Regions from separate parts of the Mus musculus genome. Here region 2 is linked to region 1. Evidence: chromatin contacts called from public HiChIP or PLAC-seq data. All regions are on one chromosome and are shown on one strand. Each heading gives the region's core, a stretch centred on a gene start, on an enhancer-like site or on the middle of the called end of the contact. The rest is flanking DNA. Distances are from core to core; before and after follow the strand shown.

The links. HiChIP or PLAC-seq counts read pairs in DNA pulled down with a chosen protein or histone mark.
Region 2: a contact with region 1 is called in an H3K27ac HiChIP or PLAC-seq map of heart atrium, with 2.6 times the contacts expected there. The contact joins the promoter of Trim55 here to the enhancer-like site in region 1. A contact is called at or near these places in 4 of 39 promoter capture datasets (embryonic stem cells, liver, macrophages and 1 more), 1 of 15 datasets of contacts at CTCF or cohesin (pro-B cells), 8 of 484 Hi-C or Micro-C datasets (Sertoli cells, beige adipocytes, bone marrow-derived macrophages and 5 more), 4 of 115 datasets of contacts at active chromatin or transcription factors (CD8 T cells, cardiomyocytes, embryonic stem cells and 1 more) and 3 of 9 other capture datasets (adipose tissue, liver and macrophages).

Annotation. Positions count from the first base shown.
Region 1 is chr3:19,565,272-19,570,000 of GRCm38.p6, reverse strand. The region is part of intron 2 of Dnajc5b (DnaJ heat shock protein family (Hsp40) member C5 beta); the gene reads right to left. Among named protein-coding and RNA genes, the nearest start is that of Gm23330, 7.4 kb to the right of the region's middle. Within about 2 kb of position 2,875, at least 48 of the 459 cell types and tissues checked have an H3K27ac peak or open chromatin away from gene starts, as enhancers often do. A contact at or near this core is called in heart atrium, where this site is marked.
Region 2 is chr3:19,641,673-19,646,401 of GRCm38.p6, reverse strand. Trim55 (tripartite motif-containing 55) reads right to left here and starts at 1,942. Exons shown (of 10, transcript NM_001081281.2): 1 at 1,626-1,942; 2 at 956-1,128. The coding sequence starts at 1,793.

The DNA of each region.
Region 1 (4,729 bases), core at 1,626-4,125:
GAAAGACTGTAGGCGTCAAAGAGGTCAAGAACACCACAAGAATACCCATAGAGTCAACTAACCTGGGTTCCTAAGTGGCTCACAGAGACTGAATCACCAATCAGGGAGCCTGCATATGACCTATGCCCTCTGCACATACATTACAGTTACACAACTGTAACTGGTCTTCTTGTAGGATTCCTAACCGTGGAAGCAGGGGCTGTCTTTGACTCTGTTGCCTGCTTTTGGAACCCTTTCTTCCTATTGAGTAGCCTTGTCCAGCCTTAAGAGGAGAGGGGGTGCCTAGTCTTACTGCAATGTGATATGCCAGGGCTAGTTGATATCCATGGGAGGCCTACCCCTCCCTTTTTAAAACAGAGAAATGGAAGAGGAGCGATGGAGGACGTGGGGGCAGAAGGGAGTGGTGGTAGAGGAAAGGGACTGGGAGAAAATGTTCCCTTTAGCACAAGGGAACATGTCCTTTGCTTTTAGCCAGGTAAAACACATTTCAGGATTCTGACCTCTAAAATTGAGGACTGAACCCAGGGCCTTGTGCAAGGAGATTCTTCACATTGATTTATTTAATGTGTGCACATGTGGGCATGCACCACGGTGAAGATCAGAGGACAATTTGTGGGAGTGAGTCCTCCCCTTCCATTATGTGGATCCCAAGTGTTGAACTTGTGTTGTTAGGTTTGGTGGCAAACGCTTTTACTTGCTAAACTGTCTTGTTGATGCCGAGTATGTTATTATAGTCATAATTTGTTATAAAAGAGCTAGGAGACTAATACAAATAGTTTAAAAATATTTAAAACTGTACGTAAAGTGTGTCCTAGAAATTATTGTCAACAATCTGTCCTCATCCAGCTATTCCCCTTAAATTTTACATTGTAAATGTTTTTATTTTTTAAAAAATCACACTTATTTTATGCATTAAAATTTGCTGATTAAAAGGTGGATGGATGTTTTACATGCAGCTAAAGATCATGTATGCTTAGGGAGTACCATAATACTTGAGAATATAAATCCAGGTATAAAATCTATTCCACCACTCATCGCAGAACAAATAGAGAACAGAATAACTAGAGTTTATTAGTTTAAGTTTGGTTTATCAAAAAAAAAAAAGTGTGTGTGTGTGTGTCTTTTGCTTTCAGAGATATTTGGAGTACCTATAAGTTCTTATAGCCAAAACTTCTGGTGTCATGGTTTTGAAATGTGGAATTGATGAGAAAGTTTTTGCTCCTAGCCCAAAATGTTTGTCATTTTATAACCTTTTCAGTGTTCACTATAGGTGATTACTTGTGAGCTTGATATAAATATTTTTCTAGCAAGCATGGCAAAGGCTTTTTTAGTATTATCCCATTTCACATATGAGAATATACAGATAAGGATCTTGCCCAGAGACACACAGCTAAAGTGAGAAGCAGGCCCACGGCACAATTAGACTCTCAGGCCATGTGCTTCAGTCTGTGTGATATGAGAGACTGCCTGAGTATTCTGAGATCAACAGTTCACCCAACATTACCTTCAGATACGCAATCTGAAAGATGCCCAAGGCTAAAGTGGGCCGGTGCTTCCAAGGCCTCTTGCAGTGATCCAGGCAGTGTGGTTGTGGACAACAGAACAGAGTCTTGGTATATTTTGAGAGATTTGGATGTGGGGGTAAAAGGAAAAAAGATGAGGATCACAGCAAAGTTGAGGCCTTAGCAAACAGATTTGGTTACTACTGTTTGTTTGACAGCAAGGGGCTCTCTTATACTGAAGATTTGATGGGGTCTAATGGTTCTATTTTGGATACTTGAGATGTGTATTAAAATATAAGTAAATCTAGAGAGCCATGAGTCCAGAGTTCAGAAGGAAAATACTGTAAGAGACCTACGTTTGGAAGTTCTTGGTAGGCCGCTGATATTTACAATCGTGAAACTACAAGAAAGTCCAAAAAAGTGGTTCAAGAAGTCCAAAGACTGGGCTTTGAGATAGGATTTAAGAAATCCCAGCCATGCAGGGTAGGCACACCTAAAGCCAATCTATCTCAAACAAAACAAAACAAAATAAAACAAGACAAAAACCACACTTTAAAACAAGCAATAAAAAGCAAGGTTCAGTGAGATAGATGGGAAAATCTAGACAGTGCAAAGTCTTGGGATCCAGGGGAAGAAGATGTTCAAAGAGGAGCAATCCCTCAAACTGCTAAGACAGACTGTAAAAAGCCCAGGACTCAGAAAGACCAGACACAATGTCCTGGAAATCCTTCATACCAACCCCATACACATGTGTTAAAGCATGTTCTAAAAGGAGGAAAGTAATGGTAAAAAAAAAAAAATTAAAAAGCAGAAAAAAAGGAAATAGAAAAATGGGAAGTAATAACCAGAATTAAGTGTTTATGGCTTTACATTAGGATCACAGGGTTTTTTTTTTTTTTTTTTTGCTTTCTTTTTGCTTATGATAGTGTATATAATACTTATATGTTTTTGTCAAAGCATCTTAAAGCTCCAGTGACAAGACGTATTCTTTTGAAACATCTGAAAATTCAGGTTTTGTTGCCTTAAGTGACCTATTATTGAGTCACAGAGAGTTCATAAACATACAAGAAACGTTTTCTGAGTATGTATCGTGTTCTTGGTCAGGGACATTCCCTCAAGCACTCTTCCCGCAGCTGGCTTTGTGGTGCACCCTTCCTGGAATTTCACTGTGCAGCTTTTCCTTCTGGTAGTCCTCAAGGTACTACGTGTCGTCTAACCCAAGGGAAGGGCTGTGACCTCTGCCCAGAAGGGAAACATTCCCTGAGAAAGAATGGTTCTTATAAACCTTGCCTTGCCTCCAGGCTTCAGAGGAACACTGACACGCTCCACCCAGACAACGGCAGAAGCCTGGCCTCCTCTCATTTGTTACCCTGTTGGAACTTTGACAGCTCACAAGGGCAGATGCACTCAGCCGTTTATCACACTCCCCTAACAATGGTGTTGGCTGATTTGGAGGGCTGGAACGCCTCCATCTGCAGCAAGTCCAAGTCCTGGTTGTCAGCAGTGTTTTGACTCCTCTTGGCAGACACTCTTGGCTCTGAGTTTCCTTGGCACAGATGGCAAAGCAGGGGCAGCTGCCAAAATTACACAACTGTTCAAGCAGGTGATCTCAGTGGTGCCCCACCTGCTTGGGGGTTATCTACAGAGCAAGCAAGACATGGAAGGTTCTCTGGGAGCTCAGGTTGAGCATTTAAATACAACCATCACCTGTTTGTGTTAAAGGTATTCTTGCCATTTCTAATTTTACAGGTAAAAGGGACATCATATTCAACTAGAATGTGAGAGTTCATTTCTAAACATTCCCGTGCTTCCCAAAAGTGGACTAGAAGGGAGAAAAACAGGATGTCATAGCCAACACTCTCAGACGAGACCCACCTACTGCCATCCCAGCCTCTCAGTCACCTGGGGCTGATTCTGACCGGCTCACCCAGCTGTCCCTCCATGGGTTGAGATGTCAGAGGAGAGCTTTTGGGATGTCCTCAGCCACATTCTATTGTGGCATGGTTGTGTCTCTAGCTGCCTTCCTCCTGCTGAACACATTTCTGCCTCCTTTTATTTATTATTTTTATGTTTATATCTATCTATCTATCTATCTATCTATCTATCTATCTATCTATCTATCTATCTACTATCTATCTATCTAGGTTTTTCAAGACACGGTTTCCCTGTGGAGCACTGGCTGTCCCGGAACTATTTTTGAAGACCACGCTGGCCTTGACCTTAAAGATCTACCTGCCTCTACCTCCCGAGTGCTCTGATCAAAGGCATGCACTACCACACCCAGCACATTTCTGCCTCTGAACTCAGTTTTTAATGTTGGCTATTATTGTGAATCTATCTCCATTTCTTCCTGACTTCCTTATTGGGCCATGAAACATGTGTTCTCTCTGACCTCAGAAGAAATCTTCCTGCAGGGTACTAAAAAGACGAGACAGCAGCCACTGATATCTTCCCGTGTTCCAGAACCCTGTGGCAGAGCCACTGCCAACTGCGCTTTTTGTTTCATTTTGTTTTGTTTGCCATTTTTCATCATAGTGAGCTTTTGTTTATTTTAAATATTCTTGTATTTTGTGTATCAATTTAGTTTTTGAGAGAGAGAAAGCATTGTATGGTGGGGGTGGGGTACAACACAAAAATGAAATTGAGTGTGGAGGAATAAGGAGAGGATTGGGAGAGAAACCTGGGAGAAACTCAGACCCTGTTTCAATAGAACAATCACTTGTTCTTTCACAGTGTATGAAAAAAAATGATTCGAGAATATAGCCACAGCCTGGAATAAAGAGAGAGAAGCCTGGGATCATATTAGATCCCAGAAAACAGACCTTTGTCTAGAGAGGATTGCCTGTGGTGAGAATGAGACCAATAGTGGATACAGAGATGAGCCGCCAGAGCCACAGTTGGCAGAATCAGAAACCTGCCAACAGTGTGACCATGGAACATCTGAAGCTATGTGTGACAGCGGAGAATCAAGGCCCTTACACCCTCGTGGACTTGGGTGACACACATGTGAAGATACAGAAAATGAGTACCATAACATTTGGGATGAACCAGCACCTTAATGTCTGTCTGATTCTGTACATAGTCTCTATATGTTTATGTTTTACATGTATACATATATATCTCTATATATGTAATATTATGATCTATAATAAGGCTAGTTATATATTTTATATAGTTATATGTAGAAAGAAACATTTAGAAATAATATATTTCTGTCTTTTATAACT
Region 2 (4,729 bases), core at 693-3,192, 77 kb before region 1:
ACCAGCCTGAAATGTGTCCCCCTTCCCATTTCTGTAAATGACACTCCTTCAGGCCAGCATTATATCTTGCCTTGAATGTTCCAATGAGCCAATATTATGACAAGTGATGAGGTCAGCGTGTTTTTAAAGTATAAGTGTTACTGTTGTTTAGACTGTTTTAAAGCAAGATAACTAGGAACTGGAATATTTTGGAAGATGATGTTTCTTAACTTATATGTGCTTGTGCTAGGATTTTTCTGTATCAAAGGATCTGGAGTTTACAAACTGGTCATGTGTCATCATGTCTATTGTTGTGTTTTATAAAAAAGAAGCCAGGGATATGTTTGGTGGAGGCACAGTATGGTATGGGGAAGGAGGGCCCATGCTGAGCCATCCCTTCCTCCTGAGATACCAGCCACATGAAGGAATGTAGTATAGAATAGTTTATTTAGGGCATGGGAAGGGGAGTTGAGGGAATAGGAGAGAGAGAGAGAGAGAGAGAGAGAGAGAGAGAGAGAGAGATGGCCAGTGAGCACCACATGGAGAGATGGGGGAGGGGAATGAGGAGAGACAGGACAGAGGGGGAAGAGGGGAAGAGAGCAAGAGAGCAAGAGCAAGAGAGGAAGAGGATGGGGAGGCAAGCAACCCCTTTTATAGTGAGTCTGGCATATTTGGCTGTTGCCAGGTTACTCTAGGGCAGAGCCTAGAAGAAATGCTAACGTCTATAGTGAATGTAATACAAGGCTGTGAGGTGGATCCCACCTCTATCAACATGACTCTCTTTGATGGCACAGAAGCATGCGCACTAGCTCCCTTCTTTCCTCCACACACAACTCTGTCTCATTGAAAAGAAGTGACGTGGAAAAAGCCTTTTAGTGAACAGTTAACACATGACTGGGAACAAACATGCAGTGTATCAGCCCACTAAGACGAAAACAAAACATCCAGTAAGTCTAGCTCTCAGAGCCGCTCTTACCTGGTGGATTCCTGCTTGTAGATATCAATAATGTTTTCCACGAGCAGGTTCCTCTGCAGTCCATAGACCCCATGTCTGTCTAACACCACCTCATGTCTGCAGGAGGGACAGCGGAAGCGGCCCCCTGATGCCACGGTGGTGCCTCCTCTTGTGGGTAAGTACGGGTTAGAGGCCTGTTCTTGCCAAGCAAGAAAAAAAAAAAAAAAAGGAACTGAGTAATCCCACAGACAGCTTTTTGGAGACTTATTTTCACTCTCTGACACTCCATACAATATGAACTCCTTAGGGCTTACTGTACCTGGTCCTGAACCACAAGGCCCTCCCTGGTCCATAGCCATCTCCAGTACATCCTGGCCAGCAAGAGCATTTTACCCCTGCCGTTCCCTAACCCAGAGTTCCAACCTGAAGTTCCAATGCTCAGACATGAGCGGTAACATTTTCAATTCTTAAACAGATTCAGTGGATCAGTTTTGTTTTACTACAAACAAATCTGCTTCTAAGAATTAAAAACACAGCAGGACTTGTGAGGAGCAGGTTGACAATCAAACCTGGGGAAACAATTCAAATACACGAACAGTCTCAGAAAACTCTCTAAGGGAACTGGGCTTTGATCTCAAAGACTGCAGGAGACAGGGACACTCTACAGCTTCCAGATTCCAAACAAACCTACCTGGAAGATGTCACTGGCACATTTCCTGCACAGGTTGTGCTGGCAAGGGAGAATGACCACAGGCTTCGTGAACATCTCTAGGCAGATGGGACAGATCAGTTGCTTTTCCAAGTTATCCATGGTCTGCTGCTCTTTGGAGAAAGACTTGTAATTCAGAGAAGTGCTCATTTCCTTGCCGTCCCTGTCCCTGAGTGTGCTGCCAAGGGAAAGGTGCTCCCGAACGGCTTCTGTAAGTGGTTCCTGGAAATAATTCCAAGGACTGTATGATCAAGTGTCCTTTATGTCTCTCTCTCTGTGGAGGACATTGTTCCAGGCCTGGCTCAGATGGGTGACGGAGCTGTTTTTAGCAACCCAAGGTCACATGACCCTGGACTGACTTGTCCATATAAGCCAGTGACAGGCAGATGGATTCTGACAGGTGACAGAGAACAGGAGTCAACATTCTTGCCCTGGGGAGTAAGAGAGTGGGTGGGAAGGGGATTACAAGTCCCATTTAGCAGGGGTTATGAAGGAGGGCAATCTGAAGCCCACAGTTGTTAACAACAAAAGCAAATGTGCATGCTTAGTATCTGAGCCATGCCCTCGTGAGCACTTGGGAAGAACTTAGTGACAGGCTTCTGTAGAATGCAGCGCTACAGTGTAACTGTATAAGAAGCATTGTTTCTTCAGACAGCAGGAAACAAGCCAGCCAAAGGAACATGGTAGCAACTTCTCAGGTGCAAGTAAGCAAAGCTTGTTCTGTAAAAACTCCATCCTGATCTGACCAGGGCAATAGTGTAAAAAGCCATCCATGATATTAAAAATTTCATGTTTGCCAATATTACAGTATAGGAAAATTCCAATTTAAGAATGCTTTCACCATAAAAGAGTGTACTTAGACACTTACACATGTATGTGTGTGTGTGTGTGTGCATGTTTACATGTGTGTGGGTGAACATGTTGTGCACATGCATGTGGGGGACATGTGGCTGCTATCAAGAATCTTCCTCCATCACTCTATATTATTCATGAAGTCAGGATATCTCAAGTGAAGCCAACATTAGCCAAGAGGACAAGTCTGGCTAGTGTCTTGCTTAGAGGATTCCTCTGGTTTCCCTGAAATTACAGGTGGGCAGCCACAACTGGCAGGCATTTACGTGAGTCCTGGGGATCTGAACTGGAGTCATCACACTTGTATATCAAGGGATTTATCCACAGAGCCATGTCCCCAGACCTCTTTTTTAAAAAAATTAAGAACCAAAATGTTGAGTATGTGGCTCTCCACACACAGCCCTCGTTCATCCTCTACCCACCCCACATACACCCTAAAACATAGAGACAATCTGTAAGAGTCTTTTTAAAATTAAGCTTGCTCTGTGACAGTAAGACTCAATGGGATAACAGTTGGCATGTGCATTACACACTATAATTGCACTTCTCCACCTGTTGGAGGAAGATACCAGTGCCTTTGATAGCTGCAGTGAATAAGGTGTCCTATATAACTTCCCAATCTGCTCCTAAATGTTTGGGCATTTTAGCCTTCATTCAAGGTCATGTTTTAAAATGATAATAACCCTGGTAATTTCTCATATTCTTGGTCTGCTCTTGAATCATGAACACAAATTCTGACATTTGCCAGGAATTTGTAAAAATGTTAATCAATATGTGTTGTATGTAAAACCAGGAATCAAATAAAAATGCAAGAGAAATTTTATGCCAGTTTTTTTTCCAAATAATGTGCAAGAGAATCCTTATTATAAACAAAACTGAGAGCATAGCCAGAGCCAGGGGCATCTGGGAGAGTCTAAGACAGCAGCCCATTGTCTTCTAGTTCTGCCTAACTTAATTCCACACGGCATAAGCAGAATAAGAAAGATTGGGGGCCAAAATATCACAGTGATATCTAGTTGAATTTCTCAAGGAAACTATGTTCCACTGAAATCTTATGACCAGGCAGTCCCTTGGTCTATACAACTCCCGACACACCGACCTTCCAGGTCCTACAAGAAGAGCCAATTGAGCCCTCTGCAATTTTCTATGCCTTTTGCCATCCCAAGTTCTTATATTCCCACATTTCTCAAAAAAAAAAAAAAAAAGATTATTCCCAGGTTCTGTCCAATATCAGAATCAGTTCTGCAGGCCAATTCTTTGTTAAAACTTGCTACTCTGGTGCTGGGATTAAATCCTCTGACCAAAAGCATCTCAGACAATGAAGTTTCTTCCCTTGGTTGGTTGGTTGGTTGGTTGATAGGTTAGTTGGATGGGTTTTGGTTGGTTACTTGATTAGTTAGTCAATTGGTTAGTTATTTAGTTGGTTTGATTAGTTGGATGGTTGGTTAGTTTGTTCACTGCTTTGTTGGTTCGTTTGGATGGTTCTATCACATCGCATTCCATCATTTTGTGAGCTTAGGACAGAAAATCAAGCTACACAGCCTGAGTCAAGGCTGAGCTACAGGAGATGTTGTTCTAATTCTTATGCCAGTTTTTATGTGAATTTTTTTTATCTTATTTCTCTATGATTTCAAAAATCCAAAGCAAAACACATACACACAGTTAGTACAATAAAACGTAGGTCATTGTGACTGGCTGTGCAGTCTTGTTCTATATGCATGGGCAGTGTTATTTGTAAGCCCTGTTATCTAATATGAAGTTATATGAATACATAAGGATCAGGGGGAAATTTTGGAGGAGTCTCTCAAAAACTTTCAATATTTATGTAGCAATTGCAGTGAAGATGGGAATTCATGCCTCTTTCCTGATGAATTACACCCTGTCACCTCACTTCACCAGTTAGATTCTGTTTATAGCTGGCTATGGGGCTCTCAGCTCTATATATGAGATTAATTTCCAGGGGAGTTTCTATTTCAGAAGTAAAAGCCCTTGAAATCTAAAGAAAAGCGCCTATCAGTCAGGGTTCTCCAGGGGAGTAGAATCAGTAGTAGAAGCATTAGACGCTCATGAGTGTGTGTATGTGTAGTATCATAAGAAGGGTTGGCCTGATCAGATCACATCATCAAAGGCTGTATAGATGCATAATGCTCTTCTGAAGACTAGAGGTCTGCAGAAACCAATAGGTTCTTAATGCAGAAGCTTGAAGTTCAGGACAAGAGAGACCAATGATGTAG